2 separate regions of the Arabidopsis thaliana genome follow, and region 2 is linked to region 1. Evidence: chromatin contacts called from public targeted proximity ligation data. All regions are on one chromosome and are shown on one strand. The core of a region is the stretch at or near the end of the contact, and the rest is flanking DNA. Distances in the headings are between cores, read along the strand shown. Region 1 holds the start of AT1G56720 (Protein kinase superfamily protein). Region 2 holds the start of AT1G57540 (40S ribosomal protein).

Region 1 (6,943 bases), core at 2,460-4,959:
CAAATCAGTACAAATTTTAAGTCTTCAAGATTAAAACATTATTATTAAATAAAACTTCACTTGAAAATTGAAACCATATGATCTTCTACTTGACGAAGGTTACTTGTTAATTTGTTCACACAAATCAAACAAAATTTCATCAGAAGCATTTGATACTCCATCGATAATATTGTCCTTTCACGAGACTTTTGGTGAATCTGACACTGAATCCAAGTTTTGAACATGCAATCATTAGACTGGTACAGGAAATGGACTTTACAACACCCGAGATGGCCATATTATGAGTGTTTTATAAACTTCAAAATAAATATGAGATTAATGATTAAAATGAACAAATATACAATATATTATTTACACCAATAAGAGCTAATTTCTTTATATCTTACATCTCTTTCTCAAATTATGAAATATTGGATTTGTTATTTACAACAACTTGGCATGTCTAAGGATTTTTCGATGAGAGTTTGTTATTCTCAATGATTTTGCACGTTCAACATAAAAATACTAGTCTCCATCGATGCTAGTGTTATTGGGATTTTAGTCTTCTCATTGACTAGTGTTGATTGTTACTGTTATATTTTGGTTAGTGAGCTAATTTGCTTTCAGTGGTTTCTATGTTACTTTGTTGTTGTATGGTATGTGGTAGAGATCTGAACAGCTGATGCAATAGTACTGTACACACCAATATATTATTTTGATGTAGGAGCTCTAAACACAAATCCAGTTCATATGTACAAACAATCCTCTATGGTCTCTACTCATCTCAATTCAAAACCAAAAAAAAACAAACAAACAGAAAATGCATAAGAACAAGTTCAAAGAATAGCTCATAATCATGAAACGCGTTGAAAGCTTACGCAGATTGATAAATTATTGTCTCTTGCTCTGTGATCTTGAAACTGGAGTACTCATGTCAGTGTCTGAGTTTATCTCCATACTCCCTTCTCGCGTTCTAGAACGCCTTCGGTCCTGAAAGAAACATAATTCCAGTTATAACCATCACCTGTTATGGTCTATGTTTGGTTTTATCAGCTCTTTAGAACACTAACCTCTCTTGGAATGGGGTATTCTTCAGACTCAAGCATACGTACAACTTGGCTCATCTTCGGCCGCTTATCCGAATCTGGATCAACACATCTTAGAGCCGTCAAAAGAGCTCGTTTCAGTGACCTTGTTGGTGGCTTCACTTCTATGTTTGGATCCACTACTTCCTCTGATCGTCTTGTCCCAACCATCATCTTCAACCAGTCCACTAGATTCACCTACAATAATCTCGTGTTGGTCCGCGAACCGCGATGAAACTAATTAAACTAAATGAAAATAGTTGATTACCTCATGAGCAGGACGTCCGTAATCCACAGGGTCTCGTCCTGTGATTGCTTCTAAGAGAACAACACCAAAGCTGTAGACATCACTCTTTTCATTTAACAACCCTGAGTTTGCATATTCAGGAGCAACGTACCTACAAAACGTCCACAAAAGCATTTAGATTTAATACTAAAGACTTCTTGATTATTTTTCAGTTTATAAGCCTCTGACCCAAATGTTCCCATCACTCGAGTTGTCACATGGCTTTTTCCAGCACCAAGCAACTTAGCAAGGCCAAAATCTGAAACCTTTGCGTTGAATTCGTCATTGATCAGAATGTTGCTTGACTTGATGTCTCTATGCACTACTTTTGGCTCAATTGCTTCATGCAGATATGCAAGACTACACAGAGGAATAATGATCAGTATGTGAGAAGAAGAACTTAATAAAAAGGAAATTACATTGTTTGCTTACGCTTTTGATGTGCCGATCAGAACCTTCATCCTTGCTTCCCAAGTTAGATATCCATGTTGTCTCATTGCTCCATGAAGCCATTGTTCTAAGTTTCCATTATTCACATATTCGTAAACCAATATCCTAGTAGCAATTCACATTGATCTTTTAGTATTAGTAACTCACAAATTTGGTTCCTAAGTTGGAATTTTTTTCACCAACCTGTGTGTGCCTTCAATGCAGTAACCAAGAAGCCGAACCAAGTTCTTGTGCCGCACATGACCGATAGCATCAACCTCGACTCGAAACTCTTTCTCAGCTTGTCCCCTATAAAATCTATCAATCAACCAAAACTCAAACCATAAAAAGGTATGAAAATCTTTTTACAATCCGATACTCACAACTGGTTAAGAATCTTTTTAACTGCAACAGGAGTTCCATTCATTAACTCTCCTCTGTAGACAACACCGTAACCGCCTTCACCTATAACATTCTCTTTAGAGAATCTGTTAGTTGCTGTTTCAAGATCTCTCAAAGTAAACCAGTGTCCCCAACCAAGGTGAGATTCAGGCAAACCAGACAATGGAGATGGAGTTGCAATATTATACAATGATGAAGAAGCAGAAACTTCTTCAGCAGAGTCAGAATGTTTATCTATGATCTCTAAATGATGAAACGACCCTGACCGGCCACTACTACTTCTCTTCTTCCTCATATCCAAATGAACCATGACTTTTTCTGAGTCTTTGTTATTTTTGTCCTGAATTGTTAGAAGAATGCCTTCACCAGGAGCAAAGTTACTAGCTGAGACATGCTCAACTCTCACTTCTCTGATCTCTTTGGAGACCACCGGAGGAGTTTGGATAACCGGAAGACCGGTTTTCGATCTTCTTGATTTCTTTTTCGAAGTAAGACAACACGAAAGAACAGAGAGGATAGCTATGATGAGCAATGCAACAGCTATACCAATTACTTCCCACACCTTAAGTCCAAACACATGGCTCTCTCTAGATAGCTGGCTTTTCAAGTCACCTCCCATTTCTTCCTAAACTTTACAAATAAATCTCCAAAATCAGGTTGATATAAACAGAGTCCAAGTTGATACATGAAAATGCAATGAGCTTAATGATAGAGTCTCGAATTTGTTTTGTGGTCCCAAGTTTATCCACATTGAAATTTACTCATAGAAAGACAAAAATTTCCCAGGAAAACACACTAGAGGACAACTGAAGTAGCTAAAATCAAGGACATAATAAAGAACACAAGCAATAATGTTGGTCTTAAAATAAATATAAACAGACAACACATACAGAGTAAGTACCAAAGCAGATGAGAATTTAATGTTTAATTACCTGATCTTGATATTTTAGATCTTTGAAGAACTAACACCCATTTACAAATCTTGAAGAAGAAAGAATTCCAGATCCTAGAACCAAATTTGAGAGAAGTGAGAAAAACACTAAATAAAATTTCAGGAGAAAGAATGTAATGAAGCAAATCCAAGATGCAAGAAAATCAAGAAAATGAACAGCTCAGACAAAGAGACAAGAGACCTTTCTTTGGCCCTCTTCTTAAGGCAAGTGTCAATGTGGAAGGAAGATAACGAAAGAACTGTGGAGAGATCTAAGCTTGTAAGGAGCTGTCATGTAACTACAACAACTACACTAAAACTGTAATAAAACATATTCAAATAAACACTCTGGCCCAGCCAGTGAATAGATAATTTAAGAGAATTTATTAAGTTTTGGGTTTAATATGAGTAAGAGAAGGAAATCGACAAAAAGGGAGAAAACTTTGAAATGTGGGGAGTGAGATCTGGTGGAAGGTAATAAGAGAAGAAGAAGAGATAGAGTTATCAAGTGTTAGGTAGTGAAAGGTTTTTTAAGTGTTTTTATTTGTTTTCTTTAATTTTTATGGTGAGAGAGACAAAGGAGAGATGTCTTGCCTTGCATTACAATTAGTCAATTACATTATTCAGAACATCATGGGAATGTGTAAGGTTCACATGTGAGGACGATGATGATGTTTTAGTTACCAGAAGTAACTGTCAGGTTTATTGCACTGCATGGTCAAAAAAAGAAAACATAACAGCAGAATAAAGTGTAGTGAATAATTAGTAAAGACGAGTCTTAAATAGAGAATTATATTATTCTTAGAAAGATGAAAATTGCAAATCAAATTCTAGTATATTTTTTTTTTAACTGTGCTCCAAAATTTTGCACAGGAACATGTATAGACGATCGAAAACCAAAATTTTGCATGACAGGTTTTGCCCCAAAAAAAAAAAAAAAAGTTAATCACTAGAAGGTGGAGAGTATTAAATAGTTGTGACATTGTGAATTTCATCCAACGAGGACCTTACAAGCCTCGAGAGAAATTACCATCGATAGAGCCATAGAGGTTTCCTAATACATAGCAAATGTTGTAGAAATATTTTTGGTTTCAAAACACAAGTTATAAAATTTGTATCTCTAAATCACCCAAGTGCAAGCGCAACCGTTATAGTAATTTAGAAATCGATCCCACCAGGAATAAAGATTGCAACACTAAATATGCGAGCTTCAAACTAATATAGAGAAAATGCAAGAAGTAAAATAAGATAAAAGCATTAAACTATGAGTTTTATTATCATGAAAATGAATTTAACAATCATGCAATGAAGTAAGACGTTTAACCAGAACATGAAACTCACAAATATGACTAATTCCACTTCCGTGACACTAACAACTTCACAAATAATCTAATTATGTTTGTCTATATGATCAATGAGCATTAATAACAAGTCTATTTTCACAAACGCCTTCCAGATATGAAAGCTCATATCAAAAGAAGAGGTTGGATCTAAATCAACTTTTAGAGTAGAGAAGTTTCCGGATCGACACATAACAGATCTGGGTCTGATCATGGACTTTGGATCGTGAGAATGTCCCTCTACACCCAGGTCCTGCCCTTGACACATACATATAACATATAGGTATTGGGCCTCTAATTTCGTGGCCCATTTTGTCTAAAATATTAATAGTGTCTTAAGAGTATCTTAAAAATAAATGAAAGAATTTAAGCCCATTTTAGTAAAAATAAAATAGCATTTTGTTTCATTGTGAATTTTTTTTTTTTATAACCCACAATTAGCAAAATATAGAAAATTTAACAGTTTAAAAAGCCTCCCCGAAAAATGACAAGACCGACACTGGCATCAAATTGATACATTTTCAGTTAACCGGCCATAACTCTTTAACCACAGCTCGGATTAACCCACAATGACCTCCACTGAAAAGCTAACTCAAGTTTCTATTGACTTTCGTAAGGACCTTCGAGGAAACAAATCCCAAGGGTACACCTTCATCCGAGTCTGGGACTGTTTTTTGATGATTATTATCTTTAAAGAAATAGTATCCAAATGTATGTCCTTTTTTATTTTGTCCTGGAATAACTTACAAAAACATACAAAACACACGAAAAGACACACAAAAACACTATAGAACTTCTAAAATGGAAGAAAACTCACTTGGACTCTAAATAGACAAAACATAAGGAAAATACCAATAAAATACGATAAAAAATGATATTAAAAACCGTGATAAAGCGGTAAATATAGAGTATATCAGCAAGTTCGACACATGCCACTATGCCAGCTTACTAAGATATGGCGTCAAGGGTTTGTACAAGACTAATAAGCACGTCAATGCCTGATAGCTCGTAAGATATAGAAAGTAAAACACCTACAAATGCCTTTTCGTAAGAAGGTGTAAGAAATCTAGTGGAAACACTAAAAGAGGCAACCCTGGTTCTCGGAAAACAGACGCAAGATCCTTCATGTTTGTTTATCGTGACCAAGATGTATTTTGAAGATTTCCAATCAGGCCCGGCCCAAGTGGGTAGGGTAGAGGTGCTTAGGTTTAAAGCTCATCAATATGGTGTTTATTTTCAAGGGTAGTGAAATACCCTTTCCCACTCTGTTGCACGATTTGTTTGGCTTTATTTTCAAGAATATAAACAATCATAAGCACAATCTCAATATTACATGCATAAATATATCATCAAAGTTGCTCTTTAGAAATAATTTATTTTTTGAATTGAGAAAATTTTATAAAAATTCAAAAAAATCAAGACAGCCAAATAGGTTTATGGTTCTAATTTTTTTATTTTGTTCATAAACTGCATCATCCTTGGAATCTTCTACTTCTCACTCATGATCAAAATTTAGGATAGAGAATGGTATACGGTTTAGTCTATTTTGAAATAAAAGTTTAGTTTACAGAAAAAGTGGAAGTGGCGGAGTGGTTATCGGGCATGACTAGAAATCATGTGGGCTTTGCCCGCGCAGGTTCGAATCCTGCCGTTCACGTTTTTATTTTGAGTGTTGGTAAGTTTTTATAATTACTTATTGTGTTTTATGGATCGTCTTTGAATTTGAACGGTTTTTCATCATGTTACCGTTTTCAGTAAAATTTAGTATTGATAAAAAACCTCTAAAAAAAACAAAACAGCATGAAAGATATGAAGTCAACTTTCTTTCTACTCCTCTTCTTGAAAAGTTTAAATTTGATTAAAAAGCTTTTCTTGAATCATCAACATGCATAAAGTGTTATGATACAAAACCGACCTTAGCTCAGTTGGTAGAGCGGAGGACTGTAGTTGACGCAGATTATCCTTAGGTCATTGGTTCGAATCCGCTAGGTCGGATCATAAAAGTTTAAAGATTTTTTTTTTTCATTTCGTTTCAAAGTGATTAGAGAAGAGTATAACTACAAACTCGTTTTTCTATGAGAAATTGTTTTAGAGAATTGCATAGCTATTGACTGTATTATCAGAAATGAGTGGGAAATCTAGAAGTAATTTTCACTGTATTTTAAACCGTTCAAGGTTTACGAGATTTATGCAAGTATTTTTCTAATATAATGTTTTTATAAATTCAAACTTTGTTTTCAAATTTTTAATAGAGACTCACTATGAGTATGCTAACTTAATACAAATCATTGTGTTCATAGAATATTTAGATCAGTACACATGCATGAAATAGAATACAATCCGACCTTAGCTCAGTTGGTAGAGCGGAGGACTGTAGTAGACGCAGATTATCCTTAGGTCACTGGTTCGAATCCGGTAGGTCGGAATTTGCTCCCACATGAGAGCTTTTTATTTTTCTTTCGTTGTGACATTAAGGTTTTTAAATTTTATA
Region 2 (6,943 bases), core at 2,042-4,541, 45 kb after region 1:
CAAGATATTAAGTGTTTTTCTAATATAATGTTTTTATAAATTCAAACTTTGTTTACAAATTTGTAATAGAGACTCACTATGAGTATGCTAACTTAATACAAATCATTGTGTTGATAGAATATTTAGATCAGTACACATGCATGAAATAGAATACAATCCGACCTTAGCTCAGTTGGTAGAGCGGAGGACTGTAGTAGACGCAGATTATCCTTAGGTCACTGGTTCGAATCCGGTAGGTCGGAATTTGCTCCCACACGAGATCTTTTTATTTTTCTTTCGTTGTGACATTAAGGTTTTTAAATTTTATAATAAACGGTTATATGGTGGTCGACAATTAAACATACCGAAAAGTTTTGCTCGAATTCTTAAACGATCCGTATGTTTAGCTTTTTTCAATATTGATACGATGAAAAATGATTTAAAAGTGACTAAAAACTATGAGTTTTCTAATTTTCTTTGGTCAAACAAACATTTAGTTTTAGAGTTTTAAAAAGAACAAAAAATGTATGCATAATTATATTCAAATGCTTGTGGGTTGTGCCTATAAGTTGTCAACGTTCATACAAGGGTGGTGAAATACCTTTTCCCACTTTGTTGCACGAAAAGTTTTGCTCGAAGTTGTAGATGTTCCGTAATTTTAGCTTTTTCAATATTGATGCGATAAGAAAATATTTGAAATTACTTAAAACAATGAGTTTTCTAATTTTCTTTGATCAACCCAACCTATAGTTATTGAGTTTTGCAATGAAAAAAGAATGTGTATGAATAATTCTATTCAATAGCTTGTGGGTTGTGCCTATAAGTTGTCAATGTTCATTCAAGTGTAGTGAAATACCCTTTCCCACTTTGTTGCACGATTTTCATGGCTTTAATTTTCCAAGAATATTAACAATCATCGACCATTTGGGAGGTGATTGACGCCTTAAACGTGGTGTTATCAACTGGTAGGCCTTGGGCACCGGAGGATATTTAAACCGTTCGAGTTGTAGCCATCACTTTCGAATATCTACCAGATTTTTCCAAGAAGCATGTTTGCATATATTGTTGATATGCATTCTAATTTCTAACTTTGTTTACAATTTCTTAAAGAGGAATCACTCTGTATATTCTAAAGTACTGCAAAATCATTGTGTTCATATATTGTTATAATTTTACACATGTATCAAATGCAATAGTACAGTTCGACCTTCGCTCAGTTGGTAGACAGGAGGTTGTTTCTTTGCGCCAAGAACTGTGCAAAAACCACATGTGGATGGATCTTTTGGTTTTGTAGTCTGCCTAGTCAATGGTTCAAACATCATAAGGTGTCAAGTATAGTGAAAGTAACCTCTGACATTTCCACTCATTCCCTATAACAAACTTGGCATGTAACGTAACTTAACCTTTTACCAAAAAAAAAAAACTTGACATGTATGCATTTCTCTTATTGAGTTCTCTTTTGATAACGATTTTGTTGTAATACTCTTGTCAAAGAACACTGAAAATGGAATGAAACAAGCTTTAGAAAATAAGATCTGACCCTACCGGATTCAAACTATTGACCTAAGGATGTTCTGCTTCAACTATTGTTTTCATTCGAAATGCAAAGAAACAACCTCCGTTCCAAAAAGCTAGATCTTTGGCCTCCATAGCTTGCAGAATTCACTTGATTAAGTTATGTTCTCCATGACATTATAATACCACAGGCTTATATGCTGTGTCTATATGACAATATCACTGAAATCCTAGCTCTTTACTCACATTCAAAACACATTGATGTCGATTATAATTAATTAATTAATTATGCTCGAGAAATGGTAGCATTAGGTTTGTTGGTGATCAAACATATTCCTACACATATTTAACTAGCAGGCATCTCCATGAAGTCACAACCTCGGTGTGGATATTCCACCTATGACTAGTTTGAGGGGATAGTGAGACCCAACCCTCCAAATAAATCCAAAGGTCTTCCCTTCGACAGCAAAAGCTTTAGAAAGCTAAACACTCTCCCAAAAGAGTGTGACCAATGGCCAATTACACTACACTCATAATCAAACACACACGAAAATGAGAGAGGAGCATAGGATGATACTCTTAACTCTATCAACCTAAAGGCTATATGAAAAAATACACCATAATTTCTAAAGGAAACAAAAAGTGACAGAATTTGGTAGTATTATAAATAGTTACCTAAATTCATGTACTGCAAGAAAATGTACAGAAGATGAGGTCCATACACATCATAGGTAAAGCCAGATTATGATGGGGTTTAAGGGAGTGAAGCTTGAGGGGTTTTGATGTTATCATATGCAGCAATGTTTTGTGGTTCACATTCAGGGCTGAAGAGACGGACAAGCATTGCAGTTGATGTGCTTACGGACAAAGCACCACACCCAGCCCACCGCAGACTCCTTGGCACTGTGATCCTTGGACCTACACATTTCCCAAAGAAAACATTTGCTTTTATAACCGTTCTATCTTAGAATTGACTCAACTATTCTATTCTACGTTCCTTTTACTCTTAAAACCACATAAACAACAAACCAACCCCAAGAATCATTTTTCATGACAATAGGAATCAAAGAACAAGTGTATTGCTTCCCAAAACGTGTAAAGATCCAATCTTTCACCACATCAAACTATTCAATCAAAGCTCCTTTTGGATTCATTTTTCTCATAAGAAACGGATACTACAGAACAGAAAACAGAATGGTAATACGCATTGGTATGTTTTCATAAGGCTACAAGAAATCTTTCTAACAATCAATTATGCAGAGCACTGGATTCAATAGCTATATGGAGAACAACCTTTTGATGGAAACGCAAATCACTGATTAGAAAGGAGAGAACTTTGTTTACCATAGTGAAGTCTGCAAAGAACCCAGAAACCAAGAGCTCCACCAACAGTGAAAATGGCAGCTGTTTGTTTCATCAGTCTTGAACATGGCTTAGCATCTGATCTCATCAGATCTCCTTCTGACCATCCTAACTTCTGCCTTAACGCCATTTCTCTCTGTAATAACAACACCAAATTAATTTAAGTATAAGAGAAACGAAACTATTCGGTTTTGTGATTAAGATATTCACTGAGGCATTTCATCGAGCAGTATAAGGGCAACTTCAAAAACGAGCAACAGATATAATAACTCTATATGGGTTAAGATCTAAGCAGTAAAAAAGAGAGCAGAATTGGTACATAAATACCAGAAGCAAAAGCAATCTCTGTCGTTACCGGTGATGCGTAGTTTCTTTGGCTGTGTCGCCGTCGAGCTTGTCGGAAGAAGACGGAGAAGAGAATCAGATCCACGTGTCTAATTAGCTGATATTTGGAAGCCCAATAAGTGTTAACTATCTTAATGGGCCGGACACAATAATCGTCGGATCCAAGTGATACACGTGGCTCGGAAAAACAATTTGTTTTTTCAAGGAGTTGGTTTCTGTCTTTCTGAATTAATTAAAAGGTTTTTTTTTCGTTAATTAGTACGAACTAATTAAAAGTTAGTGTAAAGTAGATTCGAGGTTTCACCGAGGTACACTTAGAGAGTTAGAGGGGATTGCAAAAAACCTTAATTGACAGCATTAACAATGGATTAATAGACGCATCTATTATCGGAATTTACACCGATATCTTGGATATTTAAGGTTAGAAAATAATATTTTTCTCATTCGAATCGTTGTTGTAACCAAGTAGCTCATAATTTTTTTCATTATGGGAGAGCATTGACTATACCAATTGATCCTCTTTGGTAAGATGGGACGATTTCAATAGATTTTGTTTACATTTTTTGCTTACCACTTTGAGGTAAAGAATTTGTATATGCAGGGATTATTGGGAACGTCTTCATGGGAGCCTATACCACACGGTATTCGATTCAAGCAATCTTCAAATCGGAATTGCAGAAGCTATATAAAATTATAAATGTATGTACACAGGTTTATATTTATCGTTATACGCATAAGTAAACTGTGTGTATCGATGACTCCATGTAATATCTCTATCAGAACTTTATAGTTCCTAATGGTACTAATAATTTGATCACTCTTTAGATGTAGTATTACTACAATTCAAAATTTATATCACGCATATAATAATATCATCAATCTTCCAAATCTGTTTATGATCCGTAAAATGTATCCATAACCTCTGCAAACTAGAACAACAGCAATTTGGAAACTGCTGGAATTTACATACATCTAACATAGCAAAAAGTTTGCTAGATTACAAAACTGATTCCTTAAATACAACATAAAAAATCTAAAAAAGCAAACATTGTTGGAAAAAGAAAAAGTTATAAAATAAAAAAAGGATCCAGTGTTTTTGATTGGTTATTCCTACTTGGTGAGAACGTAGATGGCATATATCAGTCCGGGGATAAAAGCGAATAACGTTAGAAGCAAACAGACCCAAAACTCCAACTGCAAACACATATACAAAGAAACAAAAAAACAAGAGATTTGATCTTACTTTGACCATTAATGTCAAATGTGTCATATATTTTTATGATTTATGAATGAAAAAAATTTACCCCAAGGCCATATCTGAGGAACACACCAACAGGAGGTATGAAGATTGCACAAAGAACCTCAAGGAAGCTACCCATTTTTTTCTTCTGTAATTTTATGTTTTTTTTATATGTTTTTTTATGTTTTTTTTTGTTTTTCTGTTTCTTAGTTTTGAACTTTGTTTTATTTCTTCTTACGTGTTCATTTCCATTTATGAACTTTGTAAAAGAACAAGAAAATAGAATTAGTGGTTACGTTAAATAAGGGAAGAAACTGAGTTTGATTGTGTAACGTCCTCTGCTTGTTCCTAAAATGAAGGAGCTCCACTTCAACACAAACAACACAACCCTTTGCGTTTTGACGCAACCTTCCGTTGTTCATCGGTTGGAAACAAAAAAATGGGATGAACACAAATAAGAAGTCGAATAACTTAAAAATAAAATGTTTTGTTTTTGGGCAAAGAAATTAAAATGTTACAATCATAATGTCTGTTACAAAAATAAAATTAAATTTCATGGATTACAAATATATATAGGCCATTAGTTTGTATTAGTATCATCTTATGTAGATAAAATGTTTGCTTTTAACTCAAGTGTAAACATAATTTTTAGTGATTTTTATCAAGTTTTTTTTCTTTTACTCAAGTTTTTTTTCCAAACATGTAAATATTCAATTATGTAAGTTTTAATCTACTTAACTTATCTATATTTGTTAGTTTAGCTTAGAACAAGTAAATCTAACTTGCTATCACTTATCGACTCCACATATTTAGTCGGGTGTAATAACTTAGAGACCCATTAGTCAAAACTAATTTAAAAATGAAATTTCGTAAACTCGGTTCTTTCATATTAGATAATCTATTAAGATATATTTTTTTAATTTAATTACGTGGTTGACAAAAATGGATAATAAAAAAAAAAGTTTAACCAAAACTAATTATCAAAGATTAATATAATTGTCACAAAACATCAAATAAAATAAATTTTGCATAGGTAGTTGAAAGAAATTAAATCTCATCTATAAAGTTTAATATATACGAGGGAAATAATATATGAGATGCGTGTTAATTAAGTGAACAGCTTAATGTTTTCCATTTGTCGGTGAATGATGTTAAAGTTTTGTGGTAGTGATAATGACAACGATCCTTCATGTAATCTATATAACTTTTATTCAGTTCAAAATATTAAATCTCTAGTTTCTTTATATATTAATTTAATCGTCCTCAGATTTTATTGGTTCTGTCAATCTTATGACAAAGACAAACGAAAAGGACAGTGATGATTAGCTTATAAATTACATATAATATAACGAGTTATTGAACAATTGACTTGAGAGGACAGCTCATATATTCATAGCATCTCTATTTGACCATTCCAATGCAATGCATGTTAAGCATGGCAACTATTCGTTCGTCTTCAGCAATATAACTTTTTGATATGTAGGGCTTTTTTATAACTTAATTCTACCTTTTTGTTTGACAAAAAATGCGATGAAAAAATCGTAAATAGTACATATTTCCATGTGATTGTTAAACTTGTATAATAACCGTAATATTACGTGAAATAAGTGAATAACATTTATCAAGTAAACTCGTTAATAAAAAAACATATATGAACAAGTTAAATAACACCATACCATTTAACGACATGCATAAAATCCACATTATGATTTTATCGTCTACGTTTTATAGAATTTAGTTATGTACAATTATACATATATCGGCCAAAGGGTTGGTCTTTAAATACTTGGAATTCTATGTAAACATGTAAAATTGCACAACTGTTTCACGGGGAGTGTCGCTATACAAATCTGACCCTCGCCTTTTTTTACGACAATGATATCTTGGATTTACACAGATTATTGAAACGCCCACATAAATCAATAAATACAACAATGTTGAGCTATGTGGACATGAAACTGTCGGGTACACGCTTCACCAACTTAAAACAGAGATTTTGATACACTCAACATAAAAGTATATGTTGAGTGTATCAAAATCTCTGTTTTATCAAGTTTAGTTCAATATCAAGTGTTGCTCGGTCTAGTAGCAAATAAACTAGGGTCATCCTAGAGCCCTCTAGTTTAAGTTTCATTTGTGAAGCGGTGAATTCACTCACTTTGGTTTATGAAAATCTACGGAGTTTGGTTCCAAACTTTGCGGATATAAAAAAAAAATGGCCAATATAACATCCACTAATATTTTGATATCTTCAATTATTAAAACAGTTTACAGTATCAATTAAGTAGTGTTTTTTTTTCCTATATACACAACTAGTTAAATTGCAAAGACTTAAATTTAAAAGTAGTTTTGACTAAAGTTCGTATGACATTTTTACTTACATGGTAGCTGCAAAACAAACTTGCATAACCAATACAAAAGGAATTGAGATTCGAAATGAAAAGCCAAAATAATTAATTATCATCTCCTAATATTAAAGTACAAATATATATAACATGGATA

Evidence for each region.
Region 2: a targeted proximity ligation map of shoot shows a contact between it and region 1, with 15 read pairs. A contact is called at or near these places in 1 of 26 Hi-C or Micro-C datasets (root), 1 of 2 datasets of targeted methods (shoot) and 2 of 3 other capture datasets (root and seedling).

What each region holds. Positions count from the first base shown.
Region 1 is chr1:21,262,760-21,269,702 of TAIR10.1, forward strand. It overlaps AT1G56720 (Protein kinase superfamily protein), which reads right to left and starts at 3,710. Exons shown (of 9, transcript NM_001333796.1): 1 at 3,315-3,710; 2 at 3,114-3,187; 3 at 2,163-2,806; 4 at 1,984-2,088; 5 at 1,783-1,905; 6 at 1,540-1,710; 7 at 1,333-1,462; 8 at 1,050-1,262; 9 at 585-969. The coding sequence starts at 2,800. The coding sequence ends at 871. It overlaps AT1G08143 (a long non-coding RNA gene), which reads left to right and starts at 4,461. Exons shown (of 1, transcript NR_139380.1): 1 at 4,461-4,708. It overlaps AT1G08147 (a long non-coding RNA gene), which reads right to left and starts at 5,655. Exons shown (of 1, transcript NR_139381.1): 1 at 5,339-5,655. It overlaps AT1G56730 (a tRNA gene), which reads left to right and starts at 6,028; the gene lies at 6,028-6,109. It also overlaps AT1G56740 and AT1G56750.
Region 2 is chr1:21,308,230-21,315,172 of TAIR10.1, forward strand. It overlaps AT1G57540 (40S ribosomal protein), which reads right to left and starts at 3,292. Exons shown (of 3, transcript NM_104550.4): 1 at 3,184-3,292; 2 at 2,839-2,992; 3 at 1,666-2,412. The coding sequence starts at 2,986. The coding sequence ends at 2,249. AT1G57550 (Low temperature and salt responsive protein family) reads right to left here and starts at 4,690. Exons shown (of 2, transcript NM_104551.2): 1 at 4,506-4,690; 2 at 4,028-4,395. The coding sequence starts at 4,580. The coding sequence ends at 4,312. AT1G57530 (a tRNA gene) reads left to right here and starts at 158; the gene lies at 158-242.